Linked DNA regions of Mus musculus: region 1 is linked to region 2. The links are chromatin contacts, called in public promoter capture Hi-C maps. All regions are on one chromosome and are shown on one strand. The core of a region is the stretch at or near the end of the contact, and the rest is flanking DNA. Distances in the headings are between cores, read along the strand shown.

Region 1 (4,739 bases), core at 1,748-4,247, 320 kb after region 2:
TAGTCTACCTCTGCCTTCCTGTCATCAGTAGGTGGCTGAGCCTGGACTTCACACTCCCTGGAAGAACAAGGACTTGCCTATTTTGTGTCCTCAGGGCTTGGGGCATTTGAGAAATGCTTCTTAAATAAGTGCTGGAAGTTGTCAGGCCAGCAGCAACGCAGACAGGAGCCCAGCTACATCTGGGATGATGCCCAGTTCCCTGAACTCCAGCCCTATAGGGCCAAGCAAACCAGCCCAGGTCTTGAAAGAACACTGCTTCTGTCTGGAGAAAAGGCCTAGCTCCTCCTTTAAGGGCACGCTGTGAGGCTTCCTGCTTCCTGTTCCCTGGAGCTGGTAACCTTGACTACAGTCGGTCAGGTGATCCTGGGGGCCAGCTCTATCAGAAATGAAACCCACATTCCAGGAGCCCCATGCTCACCTCTAACCGGTTCATTAAGTAGTCTGCCCACTCCTTGCTCCTGGGGTACAGCTTTCCACTCTATGTGCTCCAACCACGTCCTCAAAAACATCCTGGTATCTCCCTAGCAAGTGCCCCTGGGCCTCTGGCTCTTTAGCCTCCAGGGTCAAGGATTAGGAGGGGTCTAAAGGGCTTCTTGGTAGGCCTACGCCCCTCTCCAGGGAAGATACCCTAGCAGGACCCTGAGTCCCACCCCACCCCCATGGGCACTAAGCCAGAGCAGAGGGCTGGGGTTGGAGAATAAGGGAAGGTATGTGTCCTCATTGCAGAGAGGAACAGGCTCAGGGAGAGAGCAAGAACTCAGTGCTGTTTCTAGCCCCACCACCCTAGGACAGAATCCTCAAATAGCCAAGGTGTGTGTGTGTGTGTTCGCACGCAAATTCCCTTCGCACCTGGGCCTGGTGGAACTCCTATCCAGGTTGACAAAAAACGACAAAAGACCCAGGGCCAAGTCTGATGTTTAATGAAAAGACCTAGGACAACAGAGCTGTATGAAGGGGTGCTTCTGGGGACAGAAAGGAGAGACTCCAAGAGTGCATTCAGGATGCTCAGAACTCTCTGAGGGTAGCCCACTGTCCACAGCTTCTCCACTAGATGGCCTTATCGCGGCACCTCTGCAGTAGATAAAAACCTTAGCAGGGGCAGGAAAGACCTTGACCACAGCCCTTCACTGCTCTGCCCTACTGACCACTCACCGTTCAGGATGTGTAATTGGTCCGCAGTCTCGCAGAAACCTAGGGGCCCAGGCAGTAGTAAGAGGGGGTCGGGCGTCACCCAGGAGGGTCACGGGCTGGGGACACTCACCATACTTGGGAAAGAAAAGAATCTGATCTTCTGTCAGGTTGGCTTCCCTGACTCGCCGCTCAAACACATCCAGGACAGAGTCATTCACTGGCAGTGAGCGGACTGTGGGGTAGGCAGAGTTCCAGTGCTTTCAACATGGCAGGGAACCCAGGACACACAGCCAGGTCAGCTGTGTGTCCCTGCCCCATCCAGTTCCCACCCCATCCCATGTGTAGCTGTTCATCAAGGGTGCCTACTGCCAAGAGTATGGGGATAGAAAAGGAATGAGAAGGGGTGTGTGTCCATCTGGGGACGCCCTGTCCATCAAGGTGGACCTGGAGGATGCAGAGCACAGGTCATGTGTGAAAAGCACAGGCCATGTATGATCACAGGACTAGTCCGCACCGTATAGTTTCACAGACAGCTTCCTTCCCTGTTCCAGGTACAGGATGGCAAAGCTCTGATAGTCAGTCTCAGCAACCACCATATGCACTGGTCCACGGGCCCGTGAGACTGCGGCAGAACCACAACAGCACATCAGTCCTTTCCCCTCTGCCTCCAGCCCAGAGCCCTCTCCCTTGATGCCCCTGCCTCACCTTGGAACAAGAAGCGGCCAGGGACCCCTGTGTTCTCAAAGAGTTGGCGTACCTGCCAACATATCCCATCTCTGGGGAGGGGAAGAAGGTATGTCATAAGAGGAGGCACCCAGACTCTAGGAACCCCAACCCAGGAGAGGCCATATGGGATAGCTATCTAGGCCACAGAAGAGCTAGAGATGAGGTTTAGAGTCAGGAGGGCAGAGTAAGATGGGCTCAGGGGCTGGGATGAAGTCCTGCTGGGACTCACAGCTTTCGGAAGGTGCTGACAGCCATAGCTGCACCCTGGGGAGCTGCGTGCAATGTGGTGGCCTCAGCTCGGTGTCCCTGCTCCTGAAGAAAGCGGCACGAAGAGCCCACAGCCACCAGGAGCCATGTCCCTGCAAACTGGAAGTTGACTATGAGTGCTCAGGACTGGGGAAATGGGGCACCCTGGACCAATCCCGCCAAGCTAGGCAGGTTCTTATTGCTCTTTTACCTACCCCCACTCACTCCCAGATTTTACCTTCTGAGCACTGAAATTGACCTGGGCCTGGATAGTGCTGATGGGGGAGGTAGACCCAATAGGCTTTCGAGTCCTTTGGCCCAGCGAACTGGCTGTCAAGAGCAGGGTGAAGAACAACACAGCCCCTGGAGACAGCATGGCCAACCTGCTACGGACAGTAGGTGACAGGACAGCGAGGTGGAGGGGTGCACTGTCCTAGGTCAGAGTCCACTGTCCAGTGCCACAGGAAGCACAGTCCAGGAAGTCCACATCTGTCTTCCGATTACTGAACCCCTAACCCAAGCCAGGGTCCATCCTAGAACCTAGCCTTGATAGGAGCTGGGCATTGTGTCCCAAGTGCAAAGTTAAGAGTTGACCTCTGCACCCCTATTTCCACTTGTGGTCAGTGCTCAACCCTATGCATGCAATAACTGTCTTTAACTCCACAACCAACAAGAACGTGCTCATAAAGTCACTTGTTCAAAGCCCAGCAGCAGAGAGAGCAGAGGCAGAGTCTCGAACCGGCCCAGCTGAGCCTGGCTCAATCCTCCGTCCTTTAGGGTAGCCAGGAGTGAGTACTGTTCTGTGAGTCAGAACGCTCGGAAAGTAAGAGTTTGCGCAGGCGCATAAGAAACGCTGGCTGCTAGTCGGAGCCTGAGGCGCAGGCGCAAGACGGGGAAGGGGGGGGGGGGGGAACGGTCCATCGATGCCTCGGGGCTCTCAGCGTCGAGCCTGGCGCCTCCATAAAGACGTGGAGGTGGAGACTAGAGCGGCGGCGGAAGCCGGGCGCAGCGCAGCGGGCAGAGGCACCGCGGTGAGTCCCGGCTTTGGCCCCGCCGTGCTCACTCACCTGTGTCATCTGCCCTGTCCCCAGTCACCAGCCTTGTGCCCCATTACTCCCAGTCCTGCATTCACCAGCCTTCTGCCACCTTCGGTGTCCCTTGTCCCCGATCGTGGCCTTCGTTTATTTTCTCGGGCCTGGTCCCGGTCATGGGCCTCGCTCTGCCTTGTCCTACTTTAACTGGCTTTTGTCACCTTCACGGGCTTTGTTCACTGTCACCATATTTTTTTCCTGCAATGTCTACACTTGTACAGCCTTTGGTGGCCTTATCTGGCCAGTGATGGCCTTGGCAGGTTGACGTCGTCCCAATCCACCCTCCGGTGTTCAGTGGGTGAATGAAGGAGCTGCTGCCCACTCTAGCTAAGCAGCAAAGCGTGGTCCCTGATGTCTCCTCTGACATTCAGAAACCCCAATCACTCTTAACCACCCTCCTGGCCAGGCTGTCTCCTGAGTCCAGAACGACATATGCCACTGGCTAGCAGGAACCCCTTCTCAGAAGAAAGTCAGCCTTGGCCTGAAGTCCTATAGCAGCAAGGTCAAAGACAGGGTGGGCTGCTAAACCTTGGACCTGCCAGTTTGAGCAGCCCAGACCTGTTTGCTTGTCTTGTGCTCACCTGCCTCCCTGTGCCCTGTAGCATTGGGGAAGGCATCAAAGGCCCCCACCTGGAAAGTGGGGCTGCCCCCCACTTCGCAGGTTCTACCTGGCCTAGTAGTACTCAGGGGCTTGCTGTCTGGTCCAGCAAGTCCTTTGGTGTCCTGGAGAATGTAAGGTGGTGCAACGTTACTGCCTGGGTCCTTCAAGAAGTGTTGGGTCTGTGGTGGGGCAGTGCTACTTGTACACACAAAGAGAGATGCACACATCCCTCCCCTCCCCCCGCACATGCTCAGTGCAGTGGAATTCTCCGGTGGGCAGTTGGTGGGGCTAGCTAGGACTGCCATGTCTGGAACCCCAGACTATCAGTCTCTCCCTGGGGTTGGCGATGAGGAGGCTTGGGTTCAGAGCCGCCACTGGTGGGTTTCAGGACCGTCTGGGCAGAATGTCACGATGGATGAGGGGGGCCTGCCCCTGCTCCCCGACAGCCTTGTCTACCAGATCTTCCTGAGTTTGGGCCCTGCAGATGTGCTGGCTGCTGGGCTGGTATGCCGCCAATGGCAGGCTGTGTCCCGGGATGAGTTCTTATGGAAGGAGCAATTCTACCGCTACTACCAGGTGGCTCGAGATGTGCCCCGCCACCCAGGTCAGTACACACACCCCTAAACCTGCTGGCTCAGGGCAGGGGCTCATGGCCCAAGGACACACGGGCCATATTGGGGAAGAGGGAGTCTCTGTGAGCAGAAGGGTGCCCCCTGTGGCTGAGACCTAATTAGTGAGTCGTGAGTTCCAGAGTCCCTACAAAACATCTCCCAGTAGCCATGCTGTCTGTCGGCTCTCAATCTTGACTAGTGAGGGAGCCTTGCATGCAGGAGTGACACTATATTGCCCACAGCGGCCACATCCTGGTATGAGGAGTTCCGGCGGCTCTATGACATGGTACCCTGTGTGGAGGTGCAGACACTGAAGGAGCACACTGACCAGGT
Region 2 (5,027 bases), core at 1,974-4,473:
GTTCAGGCATTGGAAGCAAGCACCAAACCTAGGAGACTAGCTGCAATATGCCTTTCTCAGCTGCCACAGAGAGGTTGCCTTGAGGAGTGGGTATGGACACAGCGGCTCTGGTGTCCATCCAGTGTTGGCCTGCCATGCTGAGTGGCATGGGCAGGAGCCTGGTCACAGTGATCGTCTGCTGCAGTTCCTGCGGCCTCCTTCCTCTGCTCTGCCGGCTGGCTGGAGCTCAGTGTTTGTTATTTGATTCCTATCCTCTCTTCTACCAGGTGTCTGGGCTGCTGGGAAGAAACACTCTCCTCTTTCCCACGCTCCCCAACACATTTTAATGAATTAGCTGGAAGCCCCGCCCCCCACTGCCCACTGGCCTCCCTCCCCTGCTCAGCGCCTTTAAGGTGGCTGCAGGCCTGGCCCAGCTTTGGCCAGCTGCCCTGTCTGTGCTGTCCTCCTATGGCCTCTCAGATTGCCTGGACTACCCCACCCAGATTTCCCCTGCAGATTCCAGAGCACTCTACATGCCACCCCTTCACAGCATTGCTTTCAGAGCTGCTGGCTCCTAAGCACCCACCTAAGCAAGAACGGGAGCTGGGCATCTGGAGGGAGGAGGATGCCCTTCCCACTGTCTCCTTCTAGGAATGAGCAGATGGTGGTCAGGATGCTCCTGGACCAGCATTCTTTGGATCAGGCAGGGAATAAAGGTCAGAGTCCAGCATCACAGCCAGAAGGGGGTCTCCTAGATCTCAAGCAAGCATCACAAACACCGGAGCTTAATACTAGGTCCCCTGAGACTCTCTGGGAGCCCCCTTCCCTCCCTCTCTTTGAAAGCGGGGAACAAATGTCCACCTTTTGGAAGTGTCCTCCAGCAAACACTTGGGTGGTGCTTACTAGGAACCAAATGCCCCACAGCCTTCCCCAAGCCCCTCCTTATCTGAGACAGGAAGGCATGGGTGTGGGCCAGAGCATAGCTGTGGTGAAGGAGCACGAGCCAGCCGGGAATCCTGTAACCATCACCTAAGAAGTTCTGTGGGTAGCTGGCCATCCAGCTCCGTCTCAGCTGCACAGTGGTGGTGGCAAGCCAGGCACATCTGTCTGTCCTTTGAGCCTGACACAGGGCAAAATGTCCTCAGGATAAGCTTTTACCACGATAGGACTGCCACACCAGCCATGCTATTCTGCAAGAACTAGCTGAGCCTTCCAGCTCTCACAGCCCCTGTGGTGGGGGCCTGGCGTTCCCACACTGAGCTCACACAGGGCCCCTTTGTCTGCCGCCTGCTGCGGATGTCAACAGGACTTTTCTCCCAGGCTCTGTTCTGGGCAAGCATCTCAGATGCCCTTCCTCAGGCCAGGCTGGAGCCCACCTAGGTAGGGGCCTATCCGGGGACCCATTCACCTTCAAGGAACATCACTGGGCTTGATGAAAGTAAGGCTCTGCTCACCCCCAGGTGTGGTCTCTGATTCCTGCCTGTCTAAAGCTTCCAAGCCCTATGCAAACGCATGAAACCATGGGCCAGCCAGGAATCAGATCCTGTCCTCTTATGCTCCCAGAACTCCCGTTTCTCCCTGCCCACTTTGTTTTGGGTTAGTGTTCTGTGACACAGCCTGCATTGGGGCATCAGTCAGAACCCCCAACTGCACCTCAGTCTACCTGCACGGTGGAGAGAACCATAAGGGTTCCTCTCAAGATCTTGGAACAGTAGCCAAGCAGTGGTAGCGCACGCCTTTAATCCCAGCACTTGGGAGGCAGAGGCAGGCGGACTTCTGAGTTCGAGGCCAGCCTGGTCTACAGAGTGAGTTCCAGGAAAGCCAGGGCTATACAGAGCAACCCTGTCTCGAAAAAAAAAAAAAAAAAACTCTCTGAACAATGAGGTATAAGGTGTGGCTAGGGGACCAAATAGGCAGAACCCAATAGACCAAGGATCCCAAGAAGACTAGAGAGCTTTCCAAGCTGAATACACATGAGATTCAGGTTCTCAGGTTAGCAGAAAAGGAGTGTGACCCTTAAACAAGTTGGCCCGACGGGCGGACATCTGGTGGTCACAGTGGTGGTGGGGGGGGGGTTGCCTACTTTCTCCATTCAATTTAGCTATGGTCCCTCCCCGTGAACATAGTAAGGTTGGGGACATGCCCCGGTGAATATGATACAGTTCTGAGTCTGGGGCAGGAACATCCACCAAAGGAGCGTCCCCAGATGGAGCCTGGCTGGGTGGGCTGCCCAGCTGAGGCTTACAGTTGCCTGCTTGGAATTCCCAGTTAGCTTCAGAAGAAATCAAGCCCTGACGTGCCCTGCCTCCTGCTCTGCAAGTCTTAAGATCATTCCTCCTTAATTTCCAGCAACCACAGCGAAGCTATAAGCCGTAAAACATAATGAGGAAATGTGGAGCCTTGCCTTCCCAGCCAGCGCCAGCACCTCCTGCCTCACTCACGGTCAGTTGTTAAGGGTGGTCAATAAAACGTGGGGCTTATGGCTTGGAAATGAGTCATTTCAGAACTCCCTCAAAGGGCAGTGCTGTTGGTCTCACGAGCCAGCCCTGTGTCTTATATGCTGACACTAAGTAAAGGAAACACATAAGGAGGAGTAGTGACAGACTGGCCACCGAGAAAGAGAGAGAGACAGAGAGAGAGGCAGAGAGAGAGAGATAGACAGAGAGAGACAGAGACAGAGGGGGGAGCGAGCGAGCGAGCGAGCCTGTGCCAGCCTGCCAAAGGAACCCCTACCTACACTGTGGGTAGCTTAGGGGCATGGAGCTCCCTCCATCAGTATGGAGGAGCCAAATGCAATTGCTGCTCAAGCTTCCCCGTAAATTACACTTGAGTAGAAAGGACCAGAGTGATGGAGGACTATACAACCGAGCAGTTCGTGAAATTGCCACCTGTGAACGCCAGGTCCAGGCCTGGGAGTGGCTGCGCAAGGAACTCGCAACTCCCGACATCTATGAAGGAAGAAGAAAACTGCCGAAGGAGCTTATACACCGGAGCAACCAGACCCAGGATCCCGCAGTGGTGCTGGAAAACCCCCGAGGCCTTCTGACCACCCTGGCCAGACCAGACTAGTGCTGGTCAGACCAGCGCCCTCTATCCTGGAGGGAGCTGCAGCACGACCCCGCCTCCGCCCCGCCCCCACGTGGGCACCACCCAATCGAAAGAGCCCTGGTGTGCGCGTCAAGAGCGTCTATTGTTATGCAAATATAAGAACCGTAAAAGACGGCGAGAAGCGGCGGGCGAATTAGAACTATTTTGCAAAGGGACGCGGGTGGAGTTCAGCTGGAGCGAAGCCTAACCTCGAAGGGACCACGACTGCGAGTGTCGCGGCCTCCGGCTGCCCCAGGTTCTGCGAACCAGCACCCAGCCCTGTCGCCCGCCCGCTTGGGCGCGGCTGGATGCAGCAGGGGTCCCGCGCCAGCGGCCCTCGGCCCCGAACGCCCGGAGTGCGCAGGGGCGGCGTGCGGGGCCCGAGGGCGCAGCGCCCTCCATGCGCCGAGGCGTACCTCGAGACACGCCCCGAGACAGCCCGGGGCCCGCACTGCAGCCGCCGCCCGCGCTAAGCCGGGGCGCGGCTCGCAGCCCTAGCTCTGCGGCAACATGAGCCAAGCCGAGCTGTCCACCTGCTCGGCGCCACAGACGCAGCGCATCTTCCAGGAAGCGGTGCGCAAGGGCAACACGCAGGAGCTGCAGTCGCTGCTGCAGAACATGACTAACTGCGAATTCAACGTGAACTCGTTCGGGCCGGAGGGCCAGACAGCACTACACCAGTCAGTCATCGACGGCAACCTGGAGCTGGTGAAGCTGTTGGTCAAGTTCGGAGCCGACATCCGCCTAGCTAACCGCGACGGCTGGAGCGCGCTACACATCGCCGCTTTCGGGGGCCACCAGGACATCGTGCTCTATCTCATCACCAAGGCCAAGTACGCGGCCAGCGGCCGGTGATAGCCACCCGGACTCCGGCCCCTGGCCCCCACCCGCGTCGTCTCTGCTGTACCTTCCCGCCAACTACCTCGGTGTGCGCCAGGTTTGCTGGTCCGCGTGGAAATCGGGCTAAGTCTCTACGTCCGCGGCCACGACCAAAGTAGCGCATCCGTGGACCCCAGGGTTCGGCTCTCCGCAAAAGAGCGCCTCCCCTTGGCAGTCCTCTGAGCCCCGCGGGGCCCCAGAGCCTTCCCACGGCCCCGACCGCCTAGAGGGTGGGGGCGGGGCGCAGGCTCCAGTCCGTTTTGAAATTTGAGTCTCACACCGGGAGACTTCGGAATCCCGAGATACCGGATCCTCCGCTTGAAATGTTTTCTCCGGAAGGTGAAAGGCGCGGGCGGACTCGCGCTCCAGCCGCCGCTCGTGAGACCCGGCCGCTCACAGTGCGGCGCCCGCCGCTGGCAGCCGCCAAACAACCATTACCGGGCTCCACCATCTGCGCGCCCTCGCACTTAGGAAGGGAAGGGGACGCTCCGGGTTCCTGATGTCCTCAACTATTTATCACGTGTGTGTATATTTGTGGGTGAAGTTTGTGCGCCTGAGTTTTTTGTTTGGAAATATTGTGCGTGGTTATGGGAGAAAGATGCATTTTTTTTCCTTTAAAACTAAAAACTTGAGTCTACCATTTTTTGGTTGCACTGAAAATACCGCCTAGCCCTATGGTTTTCCCATTGCTAGCCCCTCCCCCACCGAGTCCCTAATCTTCCACACCTCATTCCTCTTTTCCTCTCCCTGGATTCTGAGTTTAGAGAGCCTAGGATCTGTCTCCCTTTCCCCTCCCGTGAGAGGCCACCATTCCCCACACAGGCTGGTTTAGCAAAGTTCCAAAGGGCTCTTGAAGCCCGCGTGGCTGGGACGTGGGGATTCTGAGAGCATGGTACCCTTCCTAGTGACTTCTATTATAGTTAATAGTCGGTTGCACACTTTTTTAAAAAAGTAAATGAATTTGCCACGATTAAATGTCATAACATTTATGACAGAATATAAAATATTAACATATTTTAAGCCAAGTTTTAGGTGTATTTTTTTGAATCTTGGTTATGAACCCAATTTTAAAGGGCGTTGTA

The links. Promoter capture Hi-C pulls out the DNA fragments that hold promoters and counts their contacts.
Region 1: a promoter capture Hi-C map of pre-B cells shows a contact between it and region 2, with 3 times the contacts expected there. The contact joins the promoter of Fbxw5 here to the promoter of Nrarp in region 2. A contact is called at or near these places in 12 of 39 promoter capture datasets (the C10 cell line, the SN4741 cell line, cranial neural crest and 8 more), 5 of 484 Hi-C or Micro-C datasets (Th1 cells, brain and embryonic stem cells), 3 of 115 datasets of contacts at active chromatin or transcription factors (effector CD8 T cells, memory CD8 T cells and pancreatic cancer cells) and 1 of 9 other capture datasets (liver).

The regions. Positions count from the first base shown.
Region 1 is chr2:25,497,753-25,502,491 of GRCm38.p6, forward strand. Fbxw5 (F-box and WD-40 domain protein 5) reads left to right here and starts at 2,998. Exons shown (of 9, transcript NM_013908.5): 1 at 2,998-3,134; 2 at 4,184-4,399; 3 at 4,649-4,739. The coding sequence starts at 4,207. It overlaps C8g (complement component 8, gamma polypeptide), which reads right to left and starts at 2,754. Exons shown (of 7, transcript NM_027062.2): 1 at 2,342-2,754; 2 at 2,087-2,223; 3 at 1,837-1,907; 4 at 1,646-1,753; 5 at 1,262-1,363; 6 at 1,153-1,191; 7 at 898-1,071. The coding sequence starts at 2,479. The coding sequence ends at 1,058.
Region 2 is chr2:25,177,535-25,182,561 of GRCm38.p6, forward strand. It overlaps Nrarp (Notch-regulated ankyrin repeat protein), which reads left to right and starts at 3,224. Exons shown (of 1, transcript NM_025980.2): 1 at 3,224-5,027. The coding sequence starts at 3,577. The coding sequence ends at 3,921.